2 separate regions of the Zea mays genome follow, and region 1 is linked to region 2. The links are chromatin contacts, called in public Hi-C maps. All regions are on one chromosome and are shown on one strand. Each heading gives the region's core, a stretch centred on a gene start, on an enhancer-like site or on the middle of the called end of the contact. The rest is flanking DNA. Distances are from core to core; before and after follow the strand shown.

The links. A called contact is a pair of places that touch in the nucleus more often than the background predicts.
Region 1: a contact with region 2 is called in a Hi-C map of seedling, with 4 times the contacts expected there. The contact joins the promoter of LOC100282466 here to the promoter of LOC100277398 in region 2. A contact is called at or near these places in 8 of 25 Hi-C or Micro-C datasets (bundle sheath, ear, endosperm and 4 more) and 1 of 3 datasets of contacts at active chromatin or transcription factors (leaf).

The regions. Positions count from the first base shown.
Region 1 is chr7:143,670,438-143,677,696 of Zm-B73-REFERENCE-NAM-5.0, reverse strand. It overlaps LOC100282466, which reads right to left and starts at 2,809. Exons shown (of 6, transcript NM_001155376.1): 1 at 2,609-2,809; 2 at 1,560-1,638; 3 at 1,436-1,467; 4 at 735-976. The coding sequence starts at 1,612. LOC109940757 reads left to right here and starts at 2,811. Exons shown (of 10, transcript XM_020540925.1): 1 at 2,811-3,176; 2 at 6,013-6,100. The coding sequence starts at 2,836.
Region 2 is chr7:143,404,708-143,412,221 of Zm-B73-REFERENCE-NAM-5.0, reverse strand. It overlaps LOC100277398, which reads left to right and starts at 2,238. Exons shown (of 6, transcript NM_001350258.1): 1 at 2,238-2,412; 2 at 2,551-2,919; 3 at 3,019-3,132; 4 at 3,247-3,332; 5 at 3,411-3,520; 6 at 3,693-4,255. The coding sequence starts at 2,248. The coding sequence ends at 3,883. It overlaps LOC103632967, which reads right to left. Exons shown (of 7, transcript XM_008654671.3): 7 at 5,543-5,746. The coding sequence ends at 5,690. It also overlaps the pseudogene LOC110091766.

The sequences.
Region 1 (7,259 bases), core at 1,560-4,059, 260 kb before region 2:
CGACTATCAGCACACGATCCTTGCACCTCCAACTGGCCACCAGCCTTCGTCTTCAAGAGGGGAGGGGGAGGAGCAGGGGCGAGACCAGCATATCCAGAAGGGTGAAGGAGAGCTTCTTTATAAGAACGAGAAGCAAGGGAGGATCCTCCCGACGAGTCACCACCATTAACGTCTTCACACCAGCGCTGGGACTTGGAACGTCCTTCTTGCTGGGGGATCGGGCGACTGACCTGGCTGGGGGCAATCACCGAGGGGGTGGGGGCCGAGGAGTTGGTCGACGGGTCCGGAGTGGATTTCGGCGAGAGGCTGGTGGAGGTGGAGGTGTGAGGGGGAGACGGCTGGGCGGGGTAGGGAGAGGGAGAGGGGCTGGGAGAGGGAGGGGGAGAGCTCATCGTGGCGAGTCTTTTTCCTGCTTAGGCAATTCCATATTTCTATTGTTATTATTTTTTATTACAATATATGTTCTGAAGTTTGAAATAAAATTGCAGGCATCAATTGTTCATCCTAGAACCTCATACAATTCCACCATTTTTTTTGCTATGATCTATGTGTTCATGTGAAATACTATTTATGGATAGCAGGTGGTGTTTAACAGAAAGGATCAACAAAACTGAAGTTAGAAAGGAAAAGAAAATGATAAGGGGCCATTGATGAAGCATAATCAAATCTATCATATAAGTAAGGCACACAATTTACTTCTTCAAAAAATGGAATGATCAGCAGCTCTTACACACTTGAAAATTTGATGCTCGAAATCGACGTCGGACATTCTTGTCATCCAGAACTTGGATCTCAAACGTGAAGTATTTCTTAAGATTTTTCACAATAATAGCCAGAAATGGAAGCTTAATCCCAAGAGTAGCAGAAGGATCAGCTGGGCATGTGATGTAAGTTGACTGTACATTTGTTCCAACAATTTCAAGTACATTAGATTGGATATCTTCATCTTGGGGTCGTTTAATGTGCCCATTCACAACTGCAAACGGATAAAACATTAAGAAACGGAAATGGTACATTTGACACAGGTTCGTGAGAATGAAGCACATATGTATTTATTGTTTAGGTCCCAGAAAAAGCTAAACTAGCAGGTTGCAGTGTATGTGCTGATGGACAAGTTTACACTTTCATGTCAAATATTTCATGAAGATTTAACATTGCTGCTGGAAGCCAACGATCAATAACAATCCAATTATCCAATGATATTCTAGCTGATGAAGTTCATGTTTTTCAATTTTCATAATCTATCCCACACACAAAGTAAACAAAAGTTAAGAAAGGCAGCATCAGAAGCAGATAATGCTTTAGCAACTGAAAGCTCGAATCCTAACCAAATTAATCGATGCTCTTATTTCGTGTCAGCACTCAGCAGAACAAAATGGAACAAAGGAAATCAGTATTTGAGCATTAAAGAGGACACATCAAGAAGATGGCAAACCTTCCTTATCCCATATCTGCAATGGCTTGGTCCTGAACAAATCACAACAGAAATGCATGATATATCTTGATCAAGGTCACATGATAGCAAAAGGAGACTAATATGGGATTATCACACTATGTACCCGAGGCTATAAAGAATGGACAGGAACCCAGACTGAAATGTATTCTTGAACATGTTCTGAAGCTTGTAGATCAATTAAACTGCAAAATACAAGAACAAACAAAAATAAGAACATCTTCATTCTGAAATCCACAATAACGTCGGCATCAGCTTGGCACCCAGCATTTGAAATCTTGAAACATGACAAAGCTATTGAGAATGTGATAGCATGTGATTTCATTCCTTTGATGGCGCGGTTAATTAAACCATTGCATCCTCATGAGAAGTAATATAAGTAAAATCGCATCAGCAGTGTCAATAACAATAGTTGAGATATGTCATCACTCATCACACAACATAACAAATGTGGTTGTTAGTATTTTTCTAGAAAAAACTAAGGTGGCTCCAGCAGATTACCTATTTAAAACCTCCTATCGCACTCCCTATTTCAAACTCCACTCAGTACAAAAGAGTATTTTGCACGGCCATTTGCAGGGTCCGCTGGAGTCAGCTTTAAGCCCCGTTTGGTTAGAGGAACTAAAGATTAGTCTCTAGTTTTTAGTCTCATTTAGTCTCTTTTTTGCCAAACATAAGGACTAAAGTAGAGACTAATTGGCTTTAGTCTCTAGTCCCTCAAAGAGGTGCTAAAAGGGACTGAAGGGCATTTTTTCCACTTGTTGCCCTCACTTTTTCCATCGACGCCGCACACAACAAACAAGGTAAGGGTATTTCAGTTTTTGTATACTGCATTTAATGTGTTGAGAATATGTTTAGTCCCTCTAACCAATCAGGGTAGGGACTAAAGTTTAATCTCTGGATTAAACTTTAGTTCTAGGACTAATGGAACGGGCCTTAATCCCCTGCCTCAGGGTCGTACCCAGTAAAGCATATGTCTACACCCAACTTTTGCCAAGAAAACGAATTTCATTAGGTATAACTAATACATATAAAAGCTCGTAATTAGATCAGATCCGAATACAGATACCCTAGCCAAACAGATTAAGTTAGGTTCGAGTGCTCGATTTGGCGTGGAAGGGGGGGGCGCTCGACGGCGAGGGGGGCGAGGAATACCTGGGGAAGCAATCGACGAGGCTAGACTCGAGCACGTGGCGTAGGGGCGGCGGCGGTCGCCTAGTTGTGGCTGCGCCACGAGAGCTCGCGCGCGAGCACGCAAGGTGGACGGGAGAAGAAAACTCCCTAATTTTTTGTGGGCCTGTAACAAGGCTGAATCTAAAGTCTTAAAACCTGAAGCCGTTTGCTCGCACGCCCGCGTTTGGCGGGTTACGTACGTTTTCGGCATGGGCGCTCGCCACGTACGTTTTCGGCATGGGCGGTCGCCACGCCCGTTCGTGTTCAGCGAGGTCTGCTGCGTCGTCCACGAATCGTCCCCGTGCCCCGGTCCCAGGTCACGCGCGGACCCACGTGTAGCGGCTTCGGGAGCTGCTGCCGCTGCTGTGCCGGTCCCAGGTCACGCGCGGACCCACGTGCAGCGGCTTCGGGAGAGGATTTGGGCCGTCGCGCGGCGGCTTCCGATGCGTCTCCTCGCTGAGCCCGCCGAAGCAGTGCTCCACAGTGAGGGCACGTCGCAGCAGTGCCGCGGCATGGGCATCCTCACAGTCCTCCTCCGGACGGCCATAAGGTTGGTACCTAGCATCCATTTTTGTTATTCTTACCTCCTTCCTCGTCTTCCCCGTCTCTGCCTCGCATTTTTCGGATCTCCTTCCTCCGTCTTCCTTGTCTTCCAGATCTGATTTCTTGCCGACGCCGCTGGGATTGCCTGTTGCACTGATGCCGTTCGTGACCTAGCTCGGGTGGAGGCGGTCGTGGTCGTAGGTTTGTTTGGCTAACTACGCTTGCTTCCGCATCTTAGTCCTCTGCTTAGTGTGCGTTCTTCTTTGCTTCCTGGAACACACGTGGTTTGGTTTATCTCTGGTGTACTGCAGAGGTTAGATTAGTGGCGCACTTAGCAGTTTAGTGGTACTTTGGACTTTGGTGAGATTAGATAGTTGTACTTTGCAGTATAATTTGTAATCCAACTAAGATATTTCTGAATACCCAAAAGTTAATACTGATCTCTGCAATTAAAGAGAAGAACCGAAACGAAATTTATTATGCTATACAGGAATGAAATAGAAACATATCTAAAATGTGCTACAATCCATTAATTTAACAGAACATACACGGCTGCACTGTTTACCACGAGATAAGTGCAATAATCAACAACCCTGATAAGATAGCGATTGTCAATGATACACAAGGCTATTCTGATAGCATTATACCTTGCATAAAAATCATTAACCAGCTCCCTTACTTCAGGCACCAGCTCCAGAAAGTTACGAAAGTTCATATTGTCAATGACTTTGCTCTATGAAAAATGCGCAAGCAATCACATTTCGAGAACAGTGGCATAAAATGGAACACATTCCACAAGAAAAATAAGTACTGATAGGCAAACCTTCAGGTCTGAACGGTCAAAAGAAGCAAGTGCACAAAGGGCACCATAGACTGTCACGTCTTGAGGAGCTATGACTTCAGAATAATAATTTAGATTGGCTTCACAGTTTAGTGGTATGCCTTGAGAATTAGACACATAAGAGTCGCCCATTTCTGACCATTTTTAAAAAAATTAGACACATTGGCCTCAACCATTTGGTGTATGCCTTCCTGATGACAAGAACTAAAGAGATAGAAAACACCAACCATAAGGTGGAAAAATACTTTTATATATGGACAGAGGAGTATGTGAGAGAGGTTCTAGACTACTAGATTATAGGTACAGTCTTCTAACATGCATGAATTATGACTTCAGAGTGTGATAGACAATCGAGAAATCAAAAGGCTGGCACATATCTCAGAAATTGATATGCTTCCATGCCAGTGATATTATGTGCATAAATGCTATGCTCTGTGAAGTAGAAATCAAATGTAAGTGATATAAATGTAATCATAATTTATATGGTTGCATAAACAAATCTCACACGAGATCAAAGGGACTGAGGTTAGATAATCATTGCATGATCCAAGAACAGACAACTACAAAGAATCTCAATGTGCATGAGAACAGATATGTCCATGTAGAGAATAAAACCCTTGTTTTGTTTTATCATTAACACACGAGATCACAATTAGATAATCATTAACACACGAGATAACAAATCTCACACGAGATCAAAGGGACTGAAGCCATTAATTGAACTTGTTCACAATTAGCACGCAAGACTCTAATGCAGTAGAAGCAGAAGCAAACATAAGACCACCAAAAAATCAAAGGGAGTAGACAGAAAACAAAGTGTGAAGCTTGAATGATGCCCTCTCCGTAAGCCACACAAAAGGTTCTACCTCTTCATGTAATGCAAATAAAAGCACTCATATCTTTGTGCCTAAAAGAACAAAAGGATTTGAGAAAAAAAATCAAAGCAGCAAACCTTGAAAGCAGGCTCATCCCAACAAGGGAAGCAGCGCCTTGCATCAGGTTGGCCCCGGAACTTTCTGTCCAGGTTCACACCAGTGCTTTATGCTAGAATCTAGATTCAGATTCGATGTTTCGCTGCTGGGGCTGTCCCAAATGGAACGCATTACCAATGGGTTACATTCGGATCTCGGGACTGGAGTCTCAAATAGGTCAACATATATGTATGTTCAGAAACTGTAAGTATCTGAACATCTATAGGTAGGTCCTGCTAAAGTCCAAGAACTGCCTGTAGCTTTCATTATTGTACTCCATGCTTTCTATTTATCTTAATGCAAATCTGGTATACTCTATTGTTAACAGCCAGCTGACCATGATGCCCTCAGCCTAAGGTACTTGTAGCTGTTTCAACTCTGTTCTTCTAATCTAAAAAAACTAGACCAACCTAGGAGGAACAATAGGTACTTGCGTTTGTACTGCAATATGCAAATCATACATGTTATTGTGTCTCCCTAAAAAATATAAACGACACTGAATGCAATAATCCATTGAATAGAGAAAAGGTGACCATGAGGTCTCTTGAGTCTTAACACTACTAGGAAGTCTGAATTGTGTTCATTTGTTTACCAACCTGAAGACTGAATTAATCTCTTGTTGTTTTTTAATGTGCTCTTGTTTTTTATGTCGTTCTCCTTTTAGCTACACTATATTTTCTTATGGCGAACCAATAGGAAAAAGTTACCCAACAGATTGCATCAAAATCACCTAGCCAAGCTTGGAGTTGTTTGACGGTTGCGTCAAAAGCACCTAGCCATTTCTACTATTGTTCAAGAGCACTTTTGTGTTGTGTGGTATTGCTGAAGTTTGGATTAAGGAGAATAGTTCGACCAAAAATCTGTCTGATAGGTATCAATCTGAATAGTCTGGTATTATTTGAATAGTGACGTCATGTTAATTTTCTTGTTTTTACAAAGTTGTCTTCTAGGAGATGCGTAAATGTTTCTCTCTACTTATGTGCAGAGATATGTCGTTGCTGGTTCGCTAATTCTTATGGTTTTTTTCCCAGTGATTTGGGTGCTTGCGTGCTTGCTGCTTGGGGGAATTTTATCACAACTTGGAGAAGACCCCTCGCCATTTTGCATTTCCAATCGTCGGTTAGTTTGTGTGCCTAAGCGCCTGCCCTGTTTTTTATGTGTTGTTTGTTACAAACCAATTTTTCACCAATGTTACGTGATGTTCTTCCATGCTATGCGATATATAGTGCTATGCCTGATTCTCGCCATGACCCGAAGCGCCTGAGGCACGGTGCAGTTGCGCAGGGTTAGTGCTCATAGTATCGCTTCTTTGTTTATGCGCGCAACGGCCGATACCCATCCTAATTTTTTATGCTTCTCTTGCGGGCCAAAAAATATGCAACCTCTTTAGATTGCCCGGTCTTTGAGACAGCTGATGGCCATCGCATTATGGATGGTGAAGACGAAATAGCCCCGTCTAACCTTCCGGGACCTTCTAACCAGCCGATACCTACGCTACAAGGAACACGTGCGTACAACCGTGTTTGGGCAGCCATTACTGCAGCAAAAAAATATGGTGTTAGTGATACTTATGTCATCACAGGTAGTAGATCTATAATGTCGTTCCCTTCAGCGCTTGCCACATCCAATAGGCTACACCGACGCAATAGAGTACGTCACATGGTAACTGACCAGCCATTGTCAACCACGCTTCCTTTGGACAAGTCATACGTAGATGCTCTAAAAGGTATGTATTATGCCCAACATTTCTGGTAACATTCTTCCTACTTTGTTGATATGCTACCCTTTCTCTTCTTCCTATGTAGATGCCTACCCTGAGAGGTCATACTACGGTGGACCTGAACACATATGCCCATATTGCCATGTTGTTTTCTGGTTCCAAGAGCGTGTCAAAAACGATTCCTTCTCCACCTAGAGGAAAATTGTGTACAACCTTTGCTGCAAAGGAGGGAAGGTGAACCTAAAACCATTTGAACGTCCGCCGCCTTTGCTTGCTGATCTTTTGAAATTTGATGGAGGTACTCGCTCGAGGCGTTTCTTGAGGCTTATCCGGCCGTACAATTCATTGTTTGCATTCACCTCTTTCGGTGCAGCTATCGACAAAACGATAAATAACGACACTACACCTTATGTTTTCAAAATTAATGGGGTGGTGCACCATAGGATTGGCACCCTACTTCCACAGCGTGGGACACAACCAAAATTTGCCCAACTGTACACATATGACACGGAGCATGAGACCCAGAATAGGCTAGGCATTTTTGAGACCGATGATGGT
Region 2 (7,514 bases), core at 989-3,488:
AATGCCGTTTTGAATTGCATATTTTCGACCATGACTATCTAATCAATGGACCGTCTGTCTGCCAGGACATTTTTGGTGCTAAGACTGGGAACTTCGGTTGATGTTCCGAGGAATCTCATCTCATTCACATTCTTGGGTCCTTGCAGGAATCGACGGGATTGGGTTAGGACTTGTGCGGCACCACGAGAGATTGGCAAAGTAAAGAAAAAACTTTACATGGCCTTGTTTTCCCCTTGCTTGGATGTGGTTGATGACTCTTCTTTCTGAAAGGACAGGATGTTCGATCTGTGGTGCTTGCACATACCAGTCGAAGACCGAACGCCCTTCGCAGGTACGCCCTTCGCAGGTACATTCCTTCTTTTTTTTCCTCTGACAATTGGAGGAGACACACACGTGTACCTGCAAGTTTAGTTCCACACACTGACAGATCCACTCTGGAACCGCTGATGGAGCACAGGGCTGGTCGAGTATGTGGAGAGGGCAGTAAAGTCGGAGAGCTCAAGAGCGCCTGACAGACCAATCTACCTTGTTGGAGAGTCAGTAGGAGCGTGCGTCGCTCTAGCCGTGGCTGCGCGAAACCCAGGCATAGACCTGGTACTGATCCTAGTAAACCCAGGTCAGCATTGTGTTTCTCTGGACTTTCGAGTGAATGATATGACTCCTCGTTTCTGACTCCTGCTGGAGTCTTGGGCCGGCCTCGTCTTGCAGGAACGTCGTTCCACAGGTCGCAGTTGCAAACTCTCTCGGCCTTCTTGGATCTGGTCCCTGAACCCTTCCATTTGACCACTCCACAGCTGCTAAATTTTCTGACAGGTTTTCTTTTCCTTTTTTTTTACTTCTCTACATTACTTTCTTAGGGTTTGTACACCAAAAACTATTTTTTGAGGAATTCTTCTTTGATTTACTTGGGAGGCAAGTACTTTTGCCCAAAAAAAAAGATGGATGAGACTCAGGCATTGTCTGTTTCTTCAGTGTATAAGACGCATTCGTCCCTTTGCTGTCAGATATGCTTCTTATAATTCTTCGCTTCCTTTCAAAAAAAACATATACAATTGTTTACTTTACGTAGCACAATGTCTAGGGATAGTGTTGAAAATAGCATCAAAAGTGTAATCCTTTGATATGCATCTTCCGAGTTAGTTCTTACCATAGTTTAACAACTTTATTAGGGAACTTGATGAAGATGCCAGAAGCTTTTGTTGGACGTGGCCTCTCTCTACAAGAAGCTGGTCCGAGATTATCAGAGACCACATCCAGTATGTTGGATTCCCTTACGGTGAGCTAAAAAGGTGTCAGGACATGCATGCATGTGAAGATATTTCTACTATGGTTTGTTCCGGCCGGGAGACCATTTTTGTGAATATTCTGGTGCAGTGGTGCTACCCTTTCCCCAGTTCGAATCTGCATGAGCTTGCTATTTTGCTGGGCATACGGCAGCGTTTCAGTCTTTCTACGTGATGGTCTTAATTCTTTTATCGGGACTCTTTTTGTTTCTTACAGATTTTGGTTGACGTTCTGACAAAGGAGTCCATCGTTTGCAAGCTGGAAATGTTGAAGGCGTCGTCATCGTTTGTCAACTCCCGTTTACACGCAGTCAAAGCCCAGACGTTGGTACTAGCCAGGTAAGTAAGTAAGTAAGAGGCTTGCAGAAAGCCACGCAGAGAAAGAGGGAAGAAGCATTCTTCCATATACATCATATCATATCTGCCGGCCTCACGTACTCGTAATAAAGGGTTCATAAGAACAGTCTGAAACTGAAACATGGAGAGCCAACCATACATGGAAAAAAAATATCAACTTTGAAAGAAAAGAAGAAGAAGAAGAAGAAGAAGAAGAAGAAGAAAAATCCCTGCTTATGACTGACTGGGTCTGAATTGGGTATCCCGTTTTGGCAGTGGAAACGATGAGCTGCTGCCAAGCACCCAAGAGGCCGAGAGACTCCGTGGCGCTCTAGAGAAATGCAGAACACGTGTTTTCAGAGACAATGGCCACAAGATCTTACTGGTGTGTTAGCTAAAGCGCTCTCTCTCTCTCTCTCTCTCTCTCTCTCTCTCTCTCTCTCTCCCTCTCTCCCTCTCTCCCTCTCCCTCTCCCTCCCTCTCTCTCTCTCTCCCTCTCCCTCTCTCTCTCTCTCTCTCTCTCTCTCTCTCTCTCTCTCTCTCTCTCTCTCTCTCTCTCTCTCTCTCTCTCTGTCTGTCTGTCTGTCTGTCTGTTCTCTCTCTGTCTGTCTGTCTGTCTGTCTGTCTGATGCTTTGGTCACCGATCTCACAACTCCTAAAAGGAGGCCGGCTTCGACCTCGCCACGACCATCAAGGGAGCCGGGTACTACCGCCGCACCAGGAGGACAGACTTCGTTGCAGACTACATACCTCCTACCCCAGACGAGCTGCAGCAAGCTATCGACCACGACAGGTACGCGTACGCCCATGCCCCATGGCAAGCTAAGCTAGAAGCGGTACAGTACAGGAACCTCTCTACGAAACTGCAACCGCCGCCCGCCTCCGAACCGAACAGTCTCTCAGAGGCGCTACTGAAGTACTGAACTTTCAGGGTCCTAAAGCTTGTCACCGACCGGTGATGCTGTCGACGCTGGGCGACGGGAGGGTAGTGAGGGGCCTGGCGGGGCTGCCGAGGGAGGGGCCCGCCGTGCTGGTGGGGTACCACATGCTCCTGGGGTTGGAGCTGGGGCCGATGGTGACGGGCATCCTGAGCGGCACCGGGGTCCACGTCCGGGGCCTGGCGCACCCCTTCATGTTCGACGGGGGCACCGAGCGGCTCATGCCCGACTCGGCGCACTTCGACCTGCACCGCGTCATGGGGGCGGTGCCGGTGACGGGCGCCAACTTCTACAGGCTCCTCGCGGACAAGGAGTTCGTGCTGCTGTATCCGGGGGGTGCGCGGGAAGCGCTTCACAGGAAGGTGGCGGTGGTGGTGGTGGTTTGGCAGTATACGATGGTTTTGTTTCTTTTGCTGTGTATGTTGTTATCTGTATAATTTAAATACAGCTGTTGTTTTCAGGGAGAGGAGTACAAGTTGTTCTGGCCGGAGCAGCCTGAGTTCGTCAGGATGGCGTCCAGGTTCGGGGCGACGATCGTACCATTCGGAGTGGTGGGAGAGGATGACATATGCCATGTAAGTAGTGCCTTCTTCCTTCCGGCTTCCGCTATCTCAATCAGTTGAAGAGCATGGCGTTCCGCTTGGATGCGTCATCATGGTCAGTGTTACTCAGTTTACCATCTCGATCAGTTGTTGTTAGACTACAACGACCTTCAGAAGGTTCCCTTCTATGGCATGCTCGACGAGGCCTTGAACCGCGATGGGCTGAGGCTAAGGTACGCTGCTGCCTAAATCAGATGTCTTTTTTAGTTTTTTTTTCCTCCTCCCCCCCGCATTCAGCTGTGGTTTCGTAGGACTGATTCCATGGGAGAGGTAAAAGACCAAAGAATGCACCCCCTACTGCTCGCTCCCAAGGTACCAGGGCGGTTTTACTTCGTCTTTGGGAAGCCTATCGAAACAAGAGGTACGGGTTCAGAAACATTTCGTTACATCATATCTCAGCAGTCTGTGCTCTTCAGGCGTTCTCTCGGTGTCAGCTTTTATGTTGGATACCGACGCATGCGCATGCGTTTGACCGTTTCTCGAACCTGGTGTTGGGTTGAAAACAAATCATTCGCTTTGCTTGCTTGCAATAGGCAGAGAGAAAGAACTACGAGACAAGGAGGCGGCGCAGCGCCTCTATTTGCAAGTCAAATCTGAGGTGGAGGGCTGCATCAACTATCTCAAGGAGAAGAGGGAGGAGGACCCCTACAGGAGTATACTGCCCAGGCTTCTCTACCAAGCACTTCATGGTCCCAATGCAGAAATACCCACATTTGAACCATGAAATGTTCACTTCGAGAATACCAATTGTTTATATTGTTCTTATTTTTTTTTCTTGCATTGTCAAAAAAAAATCGATTGTTACCATTGTCCTCAAAATAATTATGATGGCTGATTCTATCGTGTAGCCCATTTAAAGCACATATATAAAGAGGTCAACGGAAGGTCATCGCTCAACTGTAAATTTGTAAGTACAGCAACACAAGTATTTATTTTGGCTCATCTCATTGCAAACAAAGCATGGATTCAAGTCGAGAGAAGATATGAAGAATGTGTTAGAAATATGCCTTAGAGATAATCATAGAGATGAGCATATTTTTTTATCTATATATATATTGCTTAATTGAATATCCATGTAAGGCACCTTGTATTGATTAGCAATTATATTAATTGTTTGTGAGATTCTTTACTTATATGGTTATTCTAAATGATGTCCCTAGTCAGAGTCGATGACTAGCACATGTATTAGTTGATGACTACATTTCACAAGTCATGAACATGGAGATGTTAAACTAATAATGTGGGCGCATGTATGACATGAGGCTGGACCGACCCAACGTGAGATATTATAATATAGTTCTCTTTTTGCAACATGAATACTGTATCCTTAGACCTGAGATTGTCGCATGTTCTCAAGATGTGAATTGACTTACTTAGGGACTATCAAACGCTATTCCGTAACTGGGTAGTTATAAAGGTAGTTTTGGGTTTGTCAGGAAGCATGCTGTGAGGCATGGTCAGTCAAGATGGAATTTGTCCCTCTCTTTATGATAAAGATATCTCTGGGCCCCTCGAGTGATTGGATCAAGAAATGCATGGCCGTGCTAGGGTTAAGAGTTAACCATTGAAAGGATTCCAATTCACAGTATCGAGAAAAAGAGGTCAGCTTAGAGACAGACCAAATATCGTGAGACAAAGGGAATAACATGTATGTAATGTTGCAATGGTTCGTATGATATGATTTTTACGTGCGCATATGAGTTGACATGTCTTGCTAGAGGCCGCTGTCAATTATTGGGTCAAGTAAGAGTACTCGGGCTATGTCTATTTGTACGTGAACCTATAGGGTCACACACTTAAGGGGAAGGAAGCCTAACTCGGATTAGATCCGAAATTAGACTGGGCTTTAGGGTTACTGATGGGCCTCGGTGTCAGAAGCCCACCATAACGCCAATATAATGAGGGACGGGGGCACGGTTAGGCTAACCCTAATTCGCCACCAGCAAACGAGTAGCCGCTCGTCTCTCACCCTCGCCAAGCCGCCGTCGCGAACCTAGCAGTTCGGTACGCGGCGCTTCCTCCCTGTACGTGTGGATACCTCGGAGGTGCTGCATCTGGAGCACTAGGACGAACCGTGCGAGGACGTGAAGGACGCCGACGACTGCACGGCACTGCTCGACGCGTTCGTCTATATCGAGACGTCTTCCGCTGCTTTGTGCGTCTAGTGGTAATTCCATGACCTATAACCGCAGTAGTTCTTGGTTTTATGGGGTTAAAAATTTTGTTTTGCGCTAGCGTAGCCTCCCCGTAATCATTCAGAATGATCCTAGTAGATTCTAACCTGGTACCCAAACAGCCCGCGATCAATCAGCTTCGACGGTCTCACAAGCCGATATAACCAAACCTCTACTACCAGCTAGTGGAAGCCACAAGCACTACCTTATACATAAAAAATATATAGATACATGAAGTAAATAATTTCATTGCAAGGTTAGTCTGTACATCGATGGTAATAAGCAGTAAAGATTGATTAGTGACGAAATGGTATGTACAAATTTTATCTGCAGCTTCACGAGTGTGCAAGGAGTTCTTAGTTGCTTATGTCAAAATACTTGGGATTTGCTGGGAAGTCATGCTCAACCCGCAGCTACGAGGGAGAAAAAAAAGGATCAGTTAGCCGTGTATCTAAGCAAGAATGTCAAATGGAACATCTGCAATATTCAGTCTAAATGACATCATGTGCTAAGCTTTATGAAACGTATTTAAAAGTGGCAAAGTGACACATCCAGTAATGCAAATGCAAATATATTCGAATGACAGTTAAGCAACAACACAATAACCCAGTCGGTAGTTTTTGGATCCTAGAGTACCTTTTATGTTACAGTTTCGGATAATAGTAATACAATCTTACTAGTTCATAAAAGAATTACTGCCTGTCTTTAAGTCAAATAAATCTAGTTTCAACCAATCTGTTAAAAAACATGTACAAGTTCAAATAAATACAGTATAAAAACATATTTCATTTAAAATTTAGTGACACTAAATTTATGTTGTAGATGTTGGTGCATTGTTGAAGGACAGACCCGGCGCAGTATTATCGACTCTTTCTATGGCTCCCAATACCAGAGAAGGCGCATCGAGACAGGACAGCAAAAACAAGAAAAAATAGAAATAAAAATTGCTAAGATGGCAATCAGATAAGTTTAGAAACAGAGATATACTTAAATAGTTTGTTAAGAATCGGTTTGCTGCTTCCTATTGTGAATCAGTTTGTGGTTTTCTAGTTTGTTTGAATTGGTTAGTTGGCTTTCTGATTGAGTCAGAGATGCATATCTCTATATATGTGTCGTACTGTCGTAGGATGTAATAGGCAGAACATCGAACAAATAAAAATCTCTTAGAGAGGAGATTCCTTCGGTACCCTATAGAGTCTCACGCCAGAGCGATTGACGAAGGAACCTGACCCTCAATCATTGCGGGCATTGTGGGGCTTCCTCGGGCTCACTGGATACTACCGCAAGTTCATTGTAGGTTATAGGGAGGTGGCTCACCTGTTATGGTGCTCTTGAAGCCGGAGGCCTTCGCGTGGACGAATGAGACCAAGCTTGCATTTGACCGATTCAAGCAAGGCCCTGATGACCACACCTCTACTACAAATGCCGGATTTCTCCAAGCGCCTTATCATAGATTATGACACATCGGTACATGCTTCGGTGTCGTGCTTCACCAAGGTCTTCAGCCGAGCAGTGGCACCTTACCCCAAGAAGCTTCCGGCTTACGAGAGGGAGTTGATTGGGCTCGTCAAGGCAGTGCGTCACTAGCGTCCCTATCTCTTGGGGCGCGCCTTCACAGTAAGAACCGACCACTACAGCCTCAAGTTCATCCTTAATTAGTGTATATCTATTATTCCACAACATGCATGGATGAACAAGTTATTCAGGTATGATTTACTAGTAGATTATCGGCCGGGCAAACTCAATTGAGCTACAAATGTGTTGTCACAGTGGGATGAAGGAGCGACCATCCATAATATTTCGGCCCCAACCTTCTAGCTAATTGGTACATTGTGGACCGAATACTCTTCTGATCCACAAGTAACTACTATAAAGTTCAAGATGGCTGACGGTACAACTACAACACCACAAGAATGGACCAACATGGATGATCCGTTGTTATTCAAAGGAAAGATTTTTTTTCCAAATACATCAATATTGTGGCCGATTGTTCCGGCTGAGACACATGACTGCGGGCATGAAGGAGTGCAGAAAACGCTACACAAAGTCACAAACTGTGAGAATCTTTTTTATAACCCGCATATTGTGGCATGAGTCAGAGAATTTGTGAGGCCGCTCCATCTGTCAAAATCAGAATACCTATATCCTGCTAGGCTATCGCAGCCCCTTCCCATTCCATCT